Linked DNA regions of Xenopus laevis: region 2 is linked to region 1. Evidence: chromatin contacts called from public Hi-C data. All regions are on one chromosome and are shown on one strand. The core of a region is the stretch at or near the end of the contact, and the rest is flanking DNA. Distances in the headings are between cores, read along the strand shown. Region 1 has its middle 22 kb from the start of LOC108710588. Region 2 has its middle 32 kb from the start of amigo2.L.

The links. A called contact is a pair of places that touch in the nucleus more often than the background predicts.
Region 2: a Hi-C map of the XTC cell line shows a contact between it and region 1, with 4 times the contacts expected there. The contact joins two enhancer-like sites. A contact is called at or near these places in 2 of 4 Hi-C or Micro-C datasets (the XL177 cell line and the XTC cell line).

What each region holds. Positions count from the first base shown.
Region 1 is chr3L:70,100,427-70,103,515 of Xenopus_laevis_v10.1, forward strand. No RefSeq gene overlaps it. Among protein-coding and RNA genes, the nearest start is that of LOC108710588, 22 kb to the left of the region's middle. Within about 2 kb of position 1,430, at least 1 of the 7 cell types and tissues checked has an H3K27ac peak or open chromatin away from gene starts, as enhancers often do.
Region 2 is chr3L:70,240,604-70,243,692 of Xenopus_laevis_v10.1, forward strand. No RefSeq gene overlaps it. Among protein-coding and RNA genes, the nearest start is that of amigo2.L, 32 kb to the left of the region's middle. Within about 2 kb of position 1,543, at least 1 of the 7 cell types and tissues checked has an H3K27ac peak or open chromatin away from gene starts, as enhancers often do.

The DNA.
Region 1 (3,089 bases), core at 180-2,679:
TTTACCCTTAAATTAATTTTTGATTACAATGTAAGGAGTGATATTCTGATATAATCTGCAATTGGTTTTCATTTTTTATTATTTGTGACTGTGACTTGCATTGATTTAAATAGGGGACCGAATATGAATAGGAGAGAGCCATATTAGAAACGAATATTAAAAAGTAACAGTAACATTATGTCTGTAGATTTACAGAGCATTTGTTTTTTTAGATGGGGTCAGTGACCCCCACTTAAGCTGGAAAGAATCAGAAGAAGATGAATAATTAAACTAAAAAAAAAAAAAAAAATTATGACCAATACAAAAGGTACTTAGAATTGGCCATATTATAACATACTAAAAGTTAACTTCCACTTAAAAAATAGGCTCCTGTGTCGATAGTTGCAGGCTCACTAGCACTTCTGCATGAATTACTGTAATGAAATAGTTTTTGTCTTAATATTTATATTGCTGCATTCAATGTACAGTTGGGATAAGTAGCATATGAGTCTTGTAGCTATACAAACTAAGTCCCACAGTAAATATTTATTTTGTGTGACATAATTATTCCTAGCTTTAAAATGAAATTATTTTGAATTGCCATTGAAACACTAAAAAATATATTTTCATGTGTAACAGAAGGTGGCAGCACCGTATCTGCAGTATTTCTTTATACTTTCAGTTGCAGGTTTCAGGTAACTCGTTACTTTCATTTTGTACTCTTTGAAAGGCAACTACTTTTTTATTTGTACTTCTTTTCTAATATTTCTATTTATCAGTCCAAAATATTTAATTCCACATGTTTTGGATGGTGCTGGATAATTTAATAAAATATCATTGGCAACCAGCCATTGCCATGGAGGCAGTAATCTTAAAAGCAATATGAAGAGAGGCAAGACTAGGGAAAGCAAACAATAGCATATGTCAGATATAAGATCAGGAAATGCATCTCTTCAAACAAGACTGAAGTAAGAAGACCAAGAGAGGTATGATGAGTGAGAAAATAATAAACATAGGTAAATAGCGATAGAAAAATCTGTACCAAGCCAGAGCGTTTTAGGATTTTTGACCTTAAATAACAACTCCAGGTAGAAAACAGTGGACATTATACATCAATAATTACTCTTTGCCTTTTATTTATATGAACATATTTTGCAACATTACACACTATACATCATTTAGTATCCTCCTTAGTGGGATTAGGCTATGACCACATGTAGCTATTTCTCAGCCTGTGTATAAATGCAGGCTGGGAAACAGCCAAGCACCTTTCTGCTCACTCAGCATCGGATTGGAGCACGGGGGGCCCACTGGGGATGTGACACCAAGGCTCTCCTGGCAGCCACCGATAGCTCCCTTCCTAAATCTGCCCCACCCCACACATCGTACACTGTTCCGGTGCATCTTATCATGCTCCAATAATCTCCTATACTAAAGGGGCCGCTGATTGGAGGAGCAGGCCTGGGCCGGTAGGGACCCATGAGGGCCGGGGCCCACCAGATTTTTTTCCAGTGCCCCTCTGGCCCAGTCCGACCCTGAGCTCACTCCTCTGTCTGCATTCAGAGGCGCTGCGTTGGCCTGAGTGCAGATGCATGGAGTGGATTTTGGTGCAGAAATATTTGCTCCATGTTGCACAGAGGGTGATACAGTGCCTGTTAATGCATGAACAGGAGTGACAGGCTAAGAAATAACTACACAGTCCTTAGGAAAAGTAATTTTCTTAAAGTCCCTGGTCGGGTTGTGGTGAGTAGAGCTACAAGATGTATTGTCTTTATTAGCATTTAATTAACAATGTACAGTCAAACTTTTATATGAAGAACAAGTTTGTAATTAGTAGTATTACAGACATCCCAGTACAGTATATCTACAGGTACTCTGTGTTCAAGAGGTTGTGCCACAATGAACTATTCTCGTGTCTGTTTTGTGTGCTCAGTTAATAATCTGATATATATTCTGCTTGTATCTGAGAATGTATTCTTGTTATTTACTTGTTAGAATTGCTTAGTTAACATTTTAAATTGAAAATACAATATTTTCAATATAAAATATTTTTGTTGACTTCCACTATCAGTCTAGTGAAATGGGAGAGATGGAGGATAAGACCAATTCAGAGATGGTTCCTCTCACATTGGGATCGGCATCGCAAGGACTGGTCTCAGAAAATTCTTTTATCTCCAGCCTTCAAGTCCCATATAATCTGGTGGCAAGATCCAGTGTACCTACGCAGGAGTTTTCCCCTGGAAGAGCCACAGTGGACATAAGTATTTACAAATGCATCCTGCACAGGCTGGGGGGCCCATACACTAGGTGTGGAAGCCCAAGGTACTGTATTTGGAACAGGAATCTGTCTCATCTTCCCTCAAATGCCCTGGAGTTGAAAGCTGTCAAAGAAGCATTATTTGCCCTCAAGCCAGTCCTGATGGGTCTGTCTATAAAAATAAGATCGAACAACGCTACAATGGTTTCATATATAAGGAAGCAAGCATCAATGTTGTTGTTTTTAACAGAAGAATTAAAAGTTATGTTTTAACTTTCTGTCCATTACAAATTGCATGAATTGGTGGGGAGGTGTATTTGTTTTCAATCACTCTGTGGGGGGTTTTCCTCTGCCCTACAGACACTTTCCTGTTGAGTTTAAATATCTTCTGGTGAAATCATAATAGAATACTAGACAGGGAGCAGGCAAGATTTAGCAGGTCAATTTAGGAACAGTGTATAAAATAGAATTTAGAAATTCAGATTGTTATTATATTATGTACTGATAAATCACCAACATATTTGCCAGTGCTGTATAAAAAAGGGTGTATACGTTGAACATACAGATTACATACAAAGACCATAACCATTACAAGAGCTTGCAATCTAAAATGAGAATGATTGTGAGACACAAGTGGGCAGATTCACTAATGGGTGAATTGTCACCAGCAAACAATTCGCCACACTTCGGCAATCGAAAATTCGTTACCACTAGGCTAATTAACTAATATGCTAATGCATTTCTAGCAGACAGGATATTATGTAACTGACATAAGATCTAGCTTCATTTTAGCAGTTCACTTGGTCTGAGGTGGCGAAGTCAACTCTGGCGAAAGAGGTAACGTTCAGTAAAA
Region 2 (3,089 bases), core at 293-2,792, 140 kb after region 1:
CAGTCCCATAGAGAATGGAACCCCCCAGTCTGACTCTGTGCTCAGTTACCACTGTTTTTATGTCCCAATTGTATACACACAATATTGGTCATTCAACAAAAGTTATGTCTTTAATTAACCTTTATAATGACAAGTCTTTGAAAATGTACAATTTCTTATACTAAATCTAACTCACTATGAATATAATCATTTTAGAATCTTTAAAATACAAATTACATCAAAATTCCCAGGTTGCAACCACATGTGATCCCATAACTCCATTTTAGACAAAATATTGCCTACTCGTGTATTCCTGTTCATGTTTTCTAACACTAATAATGCAAGATAAATGTCTGGAGATGGACAATCTTACACAGCAACACTTAACTTAATCCAAGCAAAGCAAGATCAGAAGTGCAAGGCACAGCCCCAGATATACATAAGTATACATATCCCATGCAGTAAATCAGACTTTCTTAAATTTGTTTGTCCTCTCCGTTGTGAATTCACCTCTCAAATAAAACACTCACCCCCTCGAGCCTGAGTGAGACCTTCTAGAGCTCATTATGTAGATAGGTATCACTCCAGCAGATGTAATTATCCAACCTAAAAGAGCCATAGTAGGTCAACATTTGTGGATGGAGGATCCCTTCGGGCTTCACATCAATAGTCAGGGAACATATACTCACAGTAGTACCCTCATGATAGCACAAATGGCACATAAACAGCTTACCGGATCAGCAGCCAACAGGGGGAGAAAGGACTCTTTTAAACATGAGTGCAAAGCCTTGAGCGCCATTTCCGAGTTCACTTATGGGTTCGCTATTTCCGATATGCCGGTACCATCTTGGAGGCTGACATCGGAGTTTTATGGTGCACGGTGCTGGGTGTCTCGTTCAGCACCCTATATCCAGAACCCAAGCTAGGCTCCTTGGTCTCGGCTCTCACTTCTGCCTTTAACTGCCGCCTTTCACCTCGGGAGGAGCACTAGGCTAATTGGATGCCGCAAGGTCTTATTTGAGAGAGGAGCAAAGCTAACAGTTCTGGATGAGCAAAGGGCACGATCGTCTCAGCAGGATACTGAAAAGAAGAACACCACCAGGAACAGGCAGACCTGGCAAGCACAAGCAGAGAATTGTCAGACAGGCCAGAATAAGGATAGGAGAGCTTAGAATAGTCAGCGTACAGGCAAAAGGTCAGATTATAGTCGTCGCATAGTCAGGATTGGAGAAGTCGGAGTAATCAGGCAGGCAAAAGTCAGGATTGGAGATAATAGAGTAGTCAGGCAAAGCTAGGGTCAATACACAGTAGATCAGATAGAAAACACAATGGCAAGGCACCTAGGAACTTTTCTAAATAGAACCTAACAATGGGCAACTTGCTAAAACTGAATTTCCCTTTTATACTTTGAATCTTGCACCAAATGCGCGATGACGTCATCACAAGGCGGATAAACCAGGAAGCGAGCCGGCGCGCGTGCAATAGAGGAACCGGCCACCAAAGGAACAGGACGCATGAGGCGGGCGTCCCTGTCGAAGGCACGACGGGCGCCCCTGCATGCCAGGGGGCATACCACTGGACCACCAGGGTAAGCGGAGACTATTACACTGGGGAAGCATTTGCGGCTAACAGCACTGGCTGCTGCACAGATGGCCCAGCTTTCCTGAACATACATAAGGCAACCCACCTCGGTCCAGGGACATCAGAAGGGGTAGAGGTACACAATCTGGAACTAGTGGGAGTTAATAAAGAAAGGAGCGGTGACTGGTTAATGCAGATTAAAGAAAAGGGCAGCAATGGCCAAGCACAGAAAGTTAAATTATGCAATCCTCCAAGGATCCAGAAAGGCTGAACAGGGGATTTGAACTCGAGACTCCTCTGCAGGGCCAAGGCGCCTTAGCCACTGTACCACTGAGCCTAAGCCTGCTTGCAAAGCCTCCGGATGACCATTAGAACCAAATTTCCCTTTGTAACTTTACTTAGAAAGGAGCACAGCTGGTTAATGCAAACTGAAGAAAAGGGCACCACTGGCCCAGCACAGAAAGACATCTTACTTAACCCTCCAAGGATTCAAAAAGAGCCCAACCAGGAGTTGAACTCTTGACTCCACGGCGAGGAACCAGACACCTGGGCCGCGCCACCAAGACTAAACCTGCCTGCCAGAAAGTCAGCTTACACAACACACCAAGGATTTAGAAAGAGCCCCTTTTAGGATTTGAACTCAGTACTGCATGGCTGTGAAAGAGGTTCCTTAGGCACATCACCATAGAGCCTAACCCCACTCGTTCACCATCTGGATGACAATTACAAATAAATGTCTGTTTGTGCCTTAAAATTGACAAGCGGTTCCAGCAGGCAACCTACTGGCATAGTCAATACCCTACCTGGAGTTCCCAGAAAGACAGGCCTTATTGATGGTTAAATGGTCAAGACATCTATCAGACACCATTTCCACATTTATGGTGAAGCACCAGCAAGCTACTGGGCTTGCTGAAGCCAAGTTTATACAACTATTAATAATTGTGCTTTTCAGAAAAGAGTTTCATAACTTACCTGTGCACTGCAGCATATATAAAACTGCAAAAACCATACCACCAACTATAGCCTTTTATTTTCCATTTCCATCATTGATGTAACTTGGAACATGCGCCAGTGCCCAACATCACAGATGGCTGTCTAAGCACCAAGATGGATATTAGGGGCAAACGTCACTGATGCAATTTGGAGTGAGGGGTTCTACACTATTGCATACAATAAAAAAAATTGAAAGGGAGGTTTTTATTTCCCCTTTAAATAAAGATTTTTATAGTTTATTCACTCATAATTATTAAAGTTATGCAAATGTAAACCATTTTTAATCTCTTTTATGTTTGCAATAAAATACTATTAATGTGTAAAATATGAAAACACTATTTTAATTGAATATTTTATGCAGTTTTAGCTTATAATAAGGCACAAAAACCCTAGTAAGAATGCAGAAGAGAGGGAATAAGGAGGAAGAAGAAAAGAGTCAAAAACATATAATGTTTGTGGAATAATTAAAGTGATACTGACACGTTCCTATGAAAATCATAGGAACATGTCTGTATCAAGTAGGTGCTGCACCCAAA